Linked DNA regions of Mus musculus: region 2 is linked to region 1. The links are chromatin contacts, called in public Hi-C maps. All regions are on one chromosome and are shown on one strand. The core of a region is the stretch at or near the end of the contact, and the rest is flanking DNA. Distances in the headings are between cores, read along the strand shown.

Evidence for each region. A called contact is a pair of places that touch in the nucleus more often than the background predicts.
Region 2: a contact with region 1 is called in a Hi-C map of liver, with 2.7 times the contacts expected there. The contact joins the enhancer-like site here to the promoter of Metap1d in region 1. A contact is called at or near these places in 5 of 39 promoter capture datasets (the 3T3-L1 cell line, the HPC-7 cell line, embryonic stem cells and 1 more), 1 of 15 datasets of contacts at CTCF or cohesin (CD8 T cells), 7 of 484 Hi-C or Micro-C datasets (cerebral cortex and liver), 12 of 115 datasets of contacts at active chromatin or transcription factors (PVALB interneurons, the SCID.adh cell line, bone marrow-derived macrophages and 5 more) and 1 of 9 other capture datasets (adipose tissue).

What each region holds. Positions count from the first base shown.
Region 1 is chr2:71,449,465-71,456,295 of GRCm38.p6, forward strand. Metap1d (methionyl aminopeptidase type 1D (mitochondrial)) reads left to right here and starts at 3,874. Exons shown (of 10, transcript NM_025633.3): 1 at 3,874-3,934. The coding sequence starts at 3,895.
Region 2 is chr2:71,498,011-71,505,318 of GRCm38.p6, forward strand. The region is part of intron 1 of Metap1d (methionyl aminopeptidase type 1D (mitochondrial)); the gene reads left to right. Among named protein-coding and RNA genes, the nearest start is that of Dlx1, 28 kb to the right of the region's middle. Within about 2 kb of position 2,086, at least 60 of the 459 cell types and tissues checked have an H3K27ac peak or open chromatin away from gene starts, as enhancers often do. A contact at or near this core is called in bone marrow-derived macrophages, craniofacial prominence and liver, where this site is marked.

The DNA of each region.
Region 1 (6,831 bases), core at 2,624-5,123:
ATTGGAGCAAAAATCATGGAGGGGTACTGCTTACTGGCTTGCTCCCCATGGCTTGCTCAGTCTGCTTCCTTATAGCACCAAGACTACCAACCCACAGTATCATCCACTCCACATCAATCATTAATCAAGAAAATGTCCCCACAGACTTACCTACAAGGAATATGATGGAGGTGTTTTCTCAGTTGAGACTCCTTTTCCCAGGTCTCTAGCTTGGGTCTAATTAACAGAAAAAAACAACTGGGACAAATGCATTTGCCCCTGTGCTGATTTGAGTGAGAAATGTGTCCCATGGGCTTGTGTGGTTGAACTTTGATTCCCAGTTGGTGGCGCTCTTGGGGAGGTTTTGGTGCTAGCCTTGCTGGAGGAAGTACTGAGGGTGGGCTTTGAGATTAAGTGGCCGAACCCTACTTCCAGGTTCACTTTCTCCACTACACCCTAGCCACTCTGCCTGCTGCTCTGCCTGCTGGTTCACAGCCAAGCTTCCCCACCATGAGGGACTAAAACATTCCCCTGGAACTAAAACCCAAAAAAACTATTTTGGGGATGTGTGTGTTGGGGGGTGGCAGGGAATGTGTTCGAGACAGAGTTTCTCTGTATAGCTCTGGCTGTCCTGGGAACTCACTCTGTAGACCAGGCTGGCCTTGAACTCAGAAATCCACCTGCCTCTGCTTTCCAAGTACTGGGATTAAAGGCGTGCGCTACTACTCCCAAAACTCTTTCATCAATAAGTTTCATCTATAAATTTCCTTGGTCATGATATTTTATAACAGCAACTGAAATATAACAAATATAACAGACTAGATTTAAAAAAAAATCTTGCATTATGGGTAATCCTAGAAAGTATATAACATTTTAAGTTGTGTCCAAAGATTATTTTATCTCATAATCCCTAGTGCATTTAAAACTTAAAAGTACAAATTTATAACAAATTATGTGTGGCATAAAGTCTTTACTTATGTATTTCTGTATCTATTTATTAGTAATCTTTCCTTTTGGTTTAAAGTTTTCATACAATGTTTTGAGCAGGTTCTTTTCCCCACCCCTCAACGACAAATATAGAATGCTCCATGAATTTGCATGTCCTGTGCACAGAGGCAGTGCTAATCTTCTTCATATGTTTCTAATTTTGGTATATGTGGTGTCAAAGCAAGGGTGCAATCTTTAATATTAAGTAAAGAGAAAGGGTAGACTGTTAAGTTTTTCAAGAACATGCAAGGAGAAATTTATTTTAGACAAGTAATCATAGACAAGTCATGTTGTTTTGTTTTGTTCTGTTTTGTTTTAGACAGGATCTCATTGTGTGCCCTTTGGATGGCCTGTAACTAACTATTGTAGATCAGGTAACCTTGAGCACACAGAGGTCTGTCTGCCTCTGCCTCCCAAGTAGGATTAAAGGTGTACACCACCATGCCCTGCAAGTCTTTTTTTTTTTTTTTTTTTTTTTTGCTTTTGAGACAGGGTTTCTCTGTGTAGCCCTGGCTGTCCTGGAACTCACTCTGTAGACCAGGCTGGCCTCGAATTCAGAAATACTCCTGCCTCTGCCTCCTGAGTACTGGGATTAAAGGCATGTGCCACCACACCTGGCACCCAGCAAGTCTTTTATGTGAACAGTGTATATATGCACATAAGCACAAGCATGTGTATGCATTCCAGAAGTCAATGTCATGTGTCCTTTTATGTCACTTTCCAGTGTCTATGTACCAACTGTGTTCCTAGTACCCATGGAGGTGGTGAACCACCATGTTGACTCTCCTAAATGGACATGGTATTGAGCTGCACCCTAAGGTCTTATCTTTATACCCATACATCTGTGTGTTTCTTAATCTTCCTGAGAGAAACTTCTTTTTGAAGTAGATGGAGATTAATATAAAGACTGACAACTGGCCAATGTGCAAGATTAATAGACTGTGCTCATCCCTAAATGGGAGATATATCTCTATCTAGATCAATATCTATCTCTTTATCTATCTCTATCTATACCCTCTCTCTGTCTCTCTGTCTGTCTGTCTGTCTGTCTCTCTCTCTCTCTCTCTCTCTCTCTCACACACACACACACACACACACACACACATACACACACACACACAAACACACACACACATACACACATACACACACACACACACACACACACACATACACACATACACACACACACACACACACACACACACACACACATTCCCTAACTCCAAGGTTCAGGGGATGATCTCCTAAGAGGGGAGCTATGAAAAGATTCTAAGGGCCAGAGGTACAGGGTGACCTCTGTGGAAGTGTTTTCTGGATGAAACAGGACCAAGGCACACATGGATTCATAATGGCTGTCACTACACGCACAAGACCTAGCTAGCCGAGATCTCAACATAGATTGGGACAAGGACACAAAGTCCCATTCATAGCTGACAATTGACAGAGCTACTGAGGGGATGAGGGTGGTCAGTTTTCTCCAGGGTTTCTGCCCCTGAAAGGATCCCCGTGCTCCAGTAGATGGCCCTACATTCATGTGCATACTGGCAGTAGATGGACTCAGTGTGTTAAAATAAAAGCACATGAAGTTGAAAGGGAAATGTGGTGGAAGGGATGAGCAGGAGTTGGAGGAGAAGGATGGGGGCGCGTGGTGGTGCTGGGAGTGTATTAGACAAAAACACATTCTATGTGTGTATGATATTCTCAAACAAAAAGAATACCCTTGGATTAAGTGTTCTCCGATTTGAGGTTTGTGATGAGTTGAACTCTGCCTCCTGAGGTTAAAGGTGTGCCAGTTGAGCATGTGGACTCTTTTATTTTTTATTTTATATATGTAGTACAGTGTAGCTATCTTCAGACACACAAGAGGAGGGCATCAGGTTCTATTAAAGATGGTTGTGAGCCACCATGTGGTTGCTGGGAATTGAACTCAGGAAGAGTCCTAAGTGTTCTTAACCGCCGAGCCATCTCTCCAGCCCGCATGTGGATTCTTTAAAATCAATGAGAAGACATCCACATATTCACAAGGAATCCTTATCGATCTCGACTGCATTCAAAGTCCAGAAACTGCTACACTACAGTTTGGGTTCTTTCACCATACACATCTTGGGGTATCATGGTCTGTGTTGAGCACAGGAAGCTACCAAGATGGATAACACCTGGTCCATGAGCGTCTGGACTCCACCGCAAAACAAGGGCAAGAGGCACAGAACCTGGTGAAATCGGGCAACAGTATCATCGAAGGTACAGCGGCTGCCTCACTTGCCTTGACATAGGGGCTATGCAAGCTGACATGCGTCATTCTTTAAATATCTAATTTAGGGATAACAGCAGTTAATACTGCCAAGCAGGAAGTGTCATCAGGGAAGGAGAAATCCTGTGAAGATACCCACAGGGCCACATAGGTGTCCCAACTATTCTATTCTGGAGTCTCTGCTGAGTAATTAATATTCTAACATTGCAAAGGGAAGCTGATCAAACTGATCCAACTTTTTCAACTAGTTGCCTGGAAATGATTTGTAACCGAATGAAAGGCGATGAAAGTGCTTTGTTGCACACTAAATTGTGTTTGTTTGTTTGTTTTTTTTTTCCTCTCGCCCAACTTCACGTATCCATGCACCAAAATGGTGATTCTATAAATACTGGAGGCTACACTTACATGACGACTTTCTTCCATCCCTGATGGGTCTGGAAGCTCAGAGAGAGAACTGCGGCCGGAGCCAGCCTCTCCTGGTGGAAGCGAGCTGGCCGCAGACGGAGCTGCTGGCCTCGACACCAGAGGCACTCGCTAGCCCGGGCTCCTGCAAGCCAGCTCACGCGCGCGCGCGCACTCGCCTCCCACTGCTTCAGCGCTTCTGGGCTTTGAGAGCGCGGCTACTCCAGTGGGCGGAGCTGCGAGGCTCTCTTGGCCACGTGACCGGAGCCAACATGGCGGCGCCCATCGGCGTCCCCCTGCTCGTCCGTGGAGGTAAGCGATCGGCATACGACCGCTCCAGGGCTACGCGCCCAGAGACACGTCCGCGCGTGGGCTTGGTACGCACGTGCGTACTTTCAGTCGGACCCGCGTATACCATACACGTTGGCACGCTGCAGAAACAGACACACGTTTGTCCTCTTCTTACCATGTTGCTTGAGTGCTTAGTTCTTGAGATTTGTGGGTCGTTACCTGAAGTTTTCTTCCCTCTCTTTACTTGTGTGGTTAGTGTTGCAGACGTATCTACCAGCGACGACGGTGAAATGCGCCGGAACACTCGGTTTAGAGCTGTTGGATTGGCATGCCTTTTTGAGAAACTTGTAAAAGGTGATGACAGTCATGATGACTTAGGAGAGCTAACGATGTCAGGGGCATTCCAAACAGATGCGTTTCCGGCGAATCGTTGTTGAATTAGTACTAGGTTCGGATTCTTTGCTAGCAAGAACTCAAAAATAGGTTCAAGAAGGACGAAAAAAAAAAAAAGGAACACCAACGACTTTAGATACAATTTAAGTGCCAGGCACATAGGAACGGTTTTAGGAGGTAAATATTTTCAGAGCAATACTCAGCACGTATTATATACCTTCCGAGCCATCTCACCAGTCCAGCTTAACTTAATACAATCCCCTTTTGTGAAGTCAGATACCAACTTATTTGTGTGTATCTAAGGGTGTGTAAAAAAGTTTGACGTTGACATGGAATGGTGTCCACAAAAATATATTATTTGGAATATTTGGAAAAAGCAAGTTGTAGGACATTAAAATTACATATATTTGTTTGTCTGGTGTATGCTCAAACAGGTGCCAAGGTGTGCATACAAAGGTCACAGGGTCATAGGAGAACTTGTGGGAGTTCTCCCATTATCTGTTTTTCAGACCATGAGGCTTGGTTCAGGCTTTACCCACTGAACCATCTCACCAGCCCAGTTTAGCTCAATACAGCCCCCCCTTTGTGAAATCAGATACTCATATATTTGTGTAGTTATATTTGTGTGTATATGTGTATCTAATATAATACATACAGAGAATGACATACACGATTCACGGCTTTGTGAAATAAAATATTCAGTTTTTATGAAATGCCCATATTTTCCAAAGCACTCAAAATATAGTGCTACATATCTTAGAGGTTTTTGGCAAAGATGACTCTGGTCATTCTGTGTGTACCCAGAACTTCTCATCACTTGAATGATCTTGTACATTTAATACAACTTGTTCATGTGAAGATTAGATTTTCTTTTTTTAGCCTTTGAAATGTTCTTCATAGGAGAAATTTCAAACACACAACAGAGCGGCAAACTCTGCATACACATTGTCTGCTCACAAATCATGTGTGTAGAGACACTCACTTCTCCACCCCAGCCACAGTGCCTCCCACGATGGTATTATTTTAAAGGATGTCCTAGGTATATCACTTTATTTGTAGATTCTTTTGCCTATGTATCTCTGAAAACTGTGCCTAGGGAGTATAGCTCAGTGGTTAGCACCCATAAGCCTTGGTTTGGGGTTCCCCTGCTCCATAAGAGGAGAAAGAAAGAAAAAAAGGAAGGAAGGAAGGAACAAAGAAGGAAGAAAAGAAAGACAGAAAGACTGAGAATCCTACTCATTGTCTTGTATATTGTACTTATTTTTAGAATTTCTATTTAGCTATTTATTTGTTTTAAGACAGAATCTCCTGTAGCCTTGAACTCCTGGTCCTTCCGCCTCTACCACCGTGTGTTGAGATTAGTGGTGTAAACCACCCGTCATACTGGGCATTTCTCTGTCAGTTTCTCTGTTCAGATTTCCCAGTCATGCTCTTGTAACAATTGTTACATTTTATTTTATGAGACAGGGTCTTGTGTAGGGCGGGCTTGAATTCCTGGTCCTTCTGCCATTTCCAAGCATGTGCTGCCACACCCAGTAAACATAACAACTTTTTAAAAAAAGATTTATTTTTTATTTATGTGCATGCATGTAATCCATCTTGAGTTTACGTGCACCACATATGTGCAGGTACCTGAGGAGGCCAGAGGGAGTCATATCCCCTGGAACTGAAATTATAGGCAGTTGTGAGCCATAAGATACAGGTTATGAGAATCCAACTGGCCAGATCCTCTGGAAGAGCAGTAAGTGCTTTTAACCACGGAACCATCTCTCTAGCCCCGTAACGGCTATTTTAAACACTTGAAATCAGAGTTTCCCCACAGTCTGTCTTATTTGATGATGGTGGTGATGATGGTGGTGATAATTGATTGGCTACACTTTCCTGCTTCACAGCTCATGTAACATAATTATATATGTAACACAATGACTGGTATCTTTTGGAGATTATGTTGATTTTTTTTCTTTAAAATATGTTGAGTATTAGGCAGGTAGTTTGGTTCTCCCACACTTGGTGTTATCTTTGTTAGAACAGATTTTTTTTTGGGGGGGTGCCTTTATTTTTAGGGGAAATACCAGAGGTCTTACTCCAATGTAGAACTCAGTAAAGGTCAGATAGTATCTTAGACTTTTGTGAGCAATATTCTCTGTTACAATTACACAACTCTGCCAAGTACAAGTGAACATAGCTGTGTTCTAATAAAACTTCATTTACAAAGACTAGCAGCCAGCTAGATGGGATTTGTCCTCTCTTGCTCTGTTAACAGGCATGATTCTTAACTCCTAAGCCTAGACTTTCTGGGATCTCAGTTGCATGCTGTCGGGGAGGCTTGGTGAGGTTCGCTCAGGGAAGTGTGTTGGCTCTGGACGTGAACTGGAGCTCCTACTTGTACCAGCCCTGCAAACCCTGGAATCAGTTCAGCTTGCAGCCTGCAGCAGCTTAGCCTGATAGATTCTGTGGAGTGTTGTGTTCTTTTCCAGCTGCTTGCAGATCAAACCTCTGTTCTCTGACTTAGCCAAGCAGTCAGC
Region 2 (7,308 bases), core at 836-3,335, 47 kb after region 1:
ACAGACACACACACACACACACAGACACACACACACACACCCCATAGCCCACCAACACGGGTCTCCATTAGTAAGTACAAGTGTTTATTGATCTGTATGTGTAGTATAGGTGGAGGGTGTGTCTGTTTCCCTAGAGTAGGAAGGTGCTTGTTGTTGAAGTAAAGATCCTTAGGTCCTGGTGGCAGCTACTAGTGAATAATCCTATTATCAAATTGATTTTTTTATGCTTATGGTATTTTGTTTGCTTGTCTATCTGTGTACTATGTGAGTACCTGATGCACAGGGAAGCCAGAAGAGGGTGTCAGATAGCCTGAGACTGGAGCTACAGACAGCTGTGAATCACCGTGTTGTTGCTGGGAATTGAACCCAGGTCCTCAGGAAGAGCAGCCAGTGCTCTTAACCATTGAGCAATCACTCCATCCTCAAATTTGATTTTTCTAAAGAAGCAAATTGAAGCCTTTTCCTGAATTGTTTCTGAGCTGGTCAGTGGTGTTATGCTATGTCAGTTGCTGCTCATACAGTTTTTAAAAGGAGGGAGGATGTCGCACCGAGCTAACTTCTGAGGGAGCCTTGCACAGAGTCCTGTTTGCTTTGACCTGGGAACCATTCTTGATCGTTATTATTGAACTTGGGTGCCCAGGCACCCAAGCCATCCTTTCCTCAGAAATGTTCTACATGCGACTGATTTTTTAGTTTGTCTTCTCTAGAGCCAGGGCTCCCGGGCCTGGGTGATGGCGCTGACCTCCATAGACTATTGCCTGTCTTGCCTTCATCAGGCCACTCATTGTATCAGTAATGGCAGCCAACCCTATTTTATTGTTCAGACAACTTGTCCTCACAGACGTGGTCACCTTCGAATATAAGCAGCCAGGATAAAAGTAAGTCTTTCCAATTCTGTCACTCGAAAGTTGGCATATGTCCTTTCCGTCCTATGGGATCTTCATGACTGTAGTCAATAGTTTTATCTACAAATAACTGCAAGGATGGGCCTGTGGGATGTCAGGTAGAATCCTTATTTCCTACAAGTCCTTGTAGCAGTCTCTGTTACACTCAACTCTGTGCTTTCTTTTGGACATTAGGAAAATGAGCTGTTTCTCCCCACACCTGCATACCAACTGGGCCCGTGCCCTCTTTAGAAATGTTTAACAAACACTGTAGCTTTACCATTTAGAGACCGATTCCAAGTGCTGTTAATTAGCTGCCCCCCCCCCCCGCCCCCATGATCCTTCTAGGTTTGTGAAACAGACCGCTCTTCTCTCCACAAGGGCATCTTAGCTTGAGATGCAGGAAGCGGCGGTGGATGGTGTCCATATCCATGACTTCCTGAAGTGGAGAAAAAGTGTGGACGGCATCTGGGGAAGGGGTTTCTTTACCAGCTTGTTTCCTGTAAGTTCAATTGGAAGACCTTGTCTGTGCAAATAGATTTCAAAATAGAGCCTGCCCTTTGACTGTCTCCATAATTACATGGCTCGCTCTGTATTTTATTTGGCAGCCAGAGCAGTTAACCCCTGGAAGGAGGGGGCTGATGGCATGCCCAGCTCGCCTTCCAGACATGTCCATGGGAGTGAATAAGCCACTGTTTGGCAAGGCCCAGAGCTAAAAGCACACTAAAACCGTTCCTAGCTGAGCTGAAACTCTCTGAGAACAGATTTAATCATGTTTATTATGACTGATTAAAAAACTTAACTTTGTCTTCAATGTGTGGCTTGTAGAAAGGTACTAATTGTTTTTAAAAATTGGGAGCCGGGAGAGTTCCTTAGTACTTTGATGTAAGCAGCATCTGTCAACAGGATGAATTTGCTTTTGTTTAGTTCCAAGAGCCCTTGTCCTTCAGCTTTGCCCAATCAGTATCTGCATCAGCCTGGGGCAATCCCTCAATGTTCGTGTATGTGTTTTCCCTTCAACAAATGCACAGGTTATTTCTTGTGAAATATGAGCTTCTCCTCTGCTTTATAGTTGCCTTGAAATGGGAAGGAACCCACCATTTTCCCTCACTTCCCTTTCAAACCAGTACATCCTAGTCCTAGATTGCAAAAGCATCGTAGTGAGTGACTCACGCTGTTTAATTTCTCTTTGGCAACATTTGTACGCGTTATGAAACCTTTCAAGCAGACAGTCGATGTTTTAGGTCAAGAGACTGGAGACGGAGGCCTCTGCAGTGTTCTCTTGGACTTCACGCACATGATGCTCTGTGGGGGCTCCGGCTCCTGCTTGGAGTAATTGGTTGGAGTTCATGAAAGTGCGATCTTTCTGTGGTTCTAAATCCACACTTCAATACGTATTCCTAGGGTAGGGTCTTTGCTAAGCCCACTGGAGGAAGCAACATTTTTGAACATTAAAAACCAAACCCTGTCCGATTACAGACACAAAGTAAGTTGCCTTAAAAAAAAAAAGTTGAAGTTAATGTATTATTTAAACAAATCATTTGGTTAAAATTAAAATTATCAATGGGTGGAAGAGCCACAGTTGAAAATGGATTAGTAAAACATTGTTGTTTTCTGTCTTGGTAATCATAAATCATTTAAATGTGGCAGACAGTCCTCCCTTCATCCAAAATAATTGCCTCCATTTGTAAAATCAATTAGATGTTAATATGCTATAAATAATAGTTTTGTTGCTAGACTTTGGCATTTGCTGATCATTATGAAGAAATATGTTCAACGAGATATTTTACAGGGTGTCTTTTCAATTCTATATTACTGCTGATTGACATTGTTAGCTAATGTAAAGTCATACCAGCCTACCTTATTGTGTTGTTTTCTACCCAGATGTTTGATCCTTCTGAAGGAAGCCCAAATGAGGACTGATGGCCTGCTGCTGCTGGGTGAAAGCCTGTTCTAGGAGTGTATAATGAGAAATGTAGGTGTCGGTAGCCACACTAGAGTACAATCGTACTTTGTTCAGTTTTACAAGTGCTTAAAATAATAAGCACTTTAGAGGTCCCTTTGAAAGTTCACTCAGACTTCCCCTTAAAAATACTTGTTGACCAAAACTCACATTTTCAAGGGTAAAATCAGCTTAATAAAGGGTCATTAGAAAAGATACACATAAAACCCCAGGGCACAGTGGGTGAAATGGAAGCACTTCATTATGTGGTATAGAATGCATGAGCAGATAACAATTAAAATGGACCCTGGGTAAAAGGCCAATGAATACAGGGCAGACTGTGTGCAGCGACATCAGGCGTGGAAGACACAGCCCTCCTCCAGCATGCTGAGTTCTGAAGCTCCACCTTCCAGACCCAATCTATAAAAGGAATTAAAAGGCGAAGTTTAGAAATTGATGTTACCATCAAATATGAAAATACTTAAGCACATACCTAGATTTATATCCCACATGTAAGTTTACAATACGAAGCATGCACAATGGAATCCAGAGGACACAGAGCAATTTCAGGAGACACTGAGCCCGCACAGTGTACAACTCTAATTACCACAGGGGCAAGTGGGCCTAGGTGGTGTTTAGGACGTACCAGTGGGAGCCATCAAAAGCCTCAGACCAGGGGACCCCGAGCAGCAAGGAGTTGCTTGTTGCTAACTTGATCAGGGTGTTGTTACTGCTGATTACCCAGCAGAAAAGCTGTAGGGTTTCCTGCATAGGCAGTAAACCCACACATTGTTATAGACAGTAGAATATTCACTGTTATTGAGGGTGATCATAAAAATGACTTTCAGTGTCACAAAAATTCTATCAGAGTCGAAGCTGTACTCTGAGACTTATAGGCAACTGCTTCTTGCCTGTTAATACAAGCATTCTTGCCCAAAGTGCCATCTTCCATCTCCATCATAATCAAGTCAGTAATAGTTTAAATATTCAAAATTCAGAATTCAAAAATTCTAAGTGCAAAAAGCCAAGCATGGTGGTGCACCCCTTAATCCCAGCACAGGCAGATGTCCCTGAGTTCGAGGCCAGCCTGGTCTACAGAGTGAGCTCCAGGACAGCTAGGACTTCATAGAGAAACCCTGTCTGGGAAACAGAAAAACAAAACACACACACAAAAATTAGAATATAGTAAGCATAGCTCATGATCCCCTCCCTGGCTACCTTGTTCAGGGTGACATCATTATTTTCTCGGGTACCAGGACTTAAACTTATCTATTTCATCTGTGAAAACACTTTTTTTTCCTGGTCAGTAGTGAATAGTTCATGGAATAAATACATAATGGTATTTCAATATCACGTTACTTTGTGATAACATGTATGCGGTACTTTTATTGACCTGAAAGAAAACATTTTACTTCAAATATAATGGTGGACCCTGGAAAGAAAATATTTTACTTCCACTATAAAGGTGAAAGTAGAGTTGCTTAGAATTGTTGTCAGCAGATTGACTGTGCCCAGGCTGGGCTCCCACTGTTTTTAATGTTCGCCTGTCCAGTTGCTGGGGGCAGGGGTGGGGGATGTGCTTGCGTCTTTCTGACAGTGAGCCTGTCATTTGGCAGGATGGATACATTGACCACACTGTTAACCAGAAAGGGAATGCCTCCAAAGCCTTACCCAGGCCTCCCAGTAGAGACCTGATACTTTCATAATTCACGTGTAAGTGCATAGAAAAAAATTCCCCTGTAATGCCTATGTACTTGAACTTGATAATATTGATAAAAATGGCCTCTCTTCTCTAATCAGCCATACCGGAGGGAAAATCCTCTGTGTGATAGAATTGATCTGAGTCTCTATCACTCACCTGTTGTCGGGCTGCAGCATGGCAGTTAAGGAGGTTCTGCTGAGTGAAGAAGGCCAATGCTGAGGCCATCTCTCTTAACTTCTGGGATGAGCTTAGTAAGGCGATGGCGTCGGAAGACTCTGTGGTCTGTTCCCTGCCCCTGCCCTTGCTAGGCAGTTGTTACCCACGCCCCGGTGTCTCCAGCCTGGTTTCCATCCCTCCTGCCAGCTGTTGATCTGCTTAACATCTGCCTCCCTCACAGGACAGGATAGGAGCAGTGTGTTTCCTGGATTTAGGATTTAGCACGGAGAGTGGAGGCATAAACACATTGAGTGTTGAGTGAGAGACTAGACTTGGATGCCCCCAAGGAGGACATGTTAAAGAGCAGGGCAGGCTGGGCGTGGTGGCGCACGCCTTTGATCCCAGAACTCAGGAAGCAGAGGCAGGCAGATTTCTAAGTTCGAGGCCAGCCTGGTCTACAGAGTGAGTTCCAGGACAGCCAGGGCTACATAGAGAAACCGTCTCAAAAAACCAAAAAAAAAAAAAAAAAGAGTGTGTGTGTGTGTGTGGGGGGGGGTATAGAGGGAGAATGAATGATCACTACAGTTTCCAAGTCTGTTGTCTTACCTAACACCTTACCTGATGGGAGCAAGAACACACTAATTCCCCTTAATGGTTAGAAAGTGGGCCTCAGAAGCTTGGGTGACTCAGATCTGGATTACTTCAAAGGTATGAAATGTACCTTTTCAATTAGAGGGGAATTCCTCTAAGAATTTCCATGAAAAAATGTCTAAATGTTAATTGAGCACAGGATATGTTTTTCAAGATTAAACAAACAAACAGGACATTCTTCAAAATCCAAACCCTGAAAAAGTTGTGGCTTTGGGCCAGGCATACGTGGACTTTGAGGGCCACTGCATGCTGTTAAAGGGCAGTGTGGTGGCTGCAGGCCCGGGCTTGGAAGTGAGGGGCTGGAGGGGGCCTGGTTATTGATTATGAGAGGCGGGTATCTCCTCATCTTTAAACGGGCAGGAACTGTAAGAGGCACTGTGTGATAAACTGAACGCTGGCAGTAAGCGTCATCAAAAGGTGGTTGTTACATCTGAGCCTCTCTGCTTCTTTTATCTATCATTTATCAGTCTGTCTATCTCTCTGTTTCTATCTATCTTCCTATCCATCCATCCATCTATTTATTTTGAGACAGAGTTTCTTTATTTAGTCCTGAGGCGCGCTCTGTAGGCCAGGGTGGCCTCGAACTCTCCTGCCTACCCGCTTTTGTCTCCTGAGCACTGGGAACAAAGGCATGCGCATCTGGCCACACCTTTGTTGATATGGATGCTTTTAGCAGTCATCATAGCCTGCACTCTCCTCAGGATGGGAAGACTGCACTTTGTGTGTTGGTCTTTGTAAGGGGACAACTAGGGGGACAGAATCATAGATTGATTCCAGTCTCCAGACTTTCTACTGCATAAAACAGCATGCCCAACTGCCTCACTGAAGCATGCGTGCTCAGGGAAGGGGGGGCTGGGAAGCCCATTGACACACTCTGGAAAAAAGAATATTAGTGACCACAATTTGGTGGTACCTTCTCCATTTTTCTGGATGTTTCCATATATTAGCTAATTTTATTGAAAAAACTCAGAGAGGGGCTTGGGGAGTTTTCCTGGCCTTGGTCCTTACTGCATATCTTGCTTTACACTTGGTATTTTCCCCTATAAAAAGTAGTAACAGTGGCTCAGCGGGTAAGAGCCCTGGCTGCTCTTCCAGAGGACCTGGGTTCAATCCCCAGCACCCACATGGCGGCTCACATCCCTCTGTAACTCCAGTTTCAGGGGATGCAGACGCCTCTGGCTTCTGCAGGCACTATGTCAGGTGCTGCAAACAAACCATCCAAATACATGAAAGTTAAAAGAAAAAAATGAGTTAAAAACGAATACAATACAGCTCTTAGCCCACAGGGCCCTTGTGACGACTGATGAGCCAGCAGATGTAAAACTCCTTGCTCGACATGGTGGTTAGTATTAAAGCTCTGAGAGGAGCTTAAATTTTTATGACATTCTACTTCACGGGTTTTTTTTTTTAACTTTTGTCTTTTTATTTATTTTTATGTGTATTGGTGTTTTGCCCACATGTATGTCTGTGTGAGGGTGTCATATCCCCTGGAACTGGAGCTACAGACAGTTGTGAGCTGCTACGTGTGCTGGATATTGAACCCAGGTCCCCTGGAAGAGCAGCCAGTGCTCTTAACCGCTGAACTCTCTCTCCAGCCCCCACATTTTACTTTTCAAATGTCCATGACGAAACTGTTGTTTATTAGGCGTCGGCTAAGCATGACATGCTTCCACATTTCCTGCTCCGGCTCATTCTCACACACGGGACACAGAGAGACCCAGCCAGTACAGGGATTGAGATAGCCACCCAGAAGTCGCAGCTTCTGCTTTCTGGAGGACACTCCACCCTCCAGACACCAGATGACAATCATTTGATCATTTGTTTGTTTGTTTGTTTTTGTCAATAAGTCTTTGTCATGGCTAGCCAGGTCTGCCTTAGCTTAGAAACGGCCATGACCACTTGCAAATGACTGAGGGGAGGTGTGGAACTTGAATTCCACACAATTTTATCTTGTAAGATTCTATTTCTTCTGA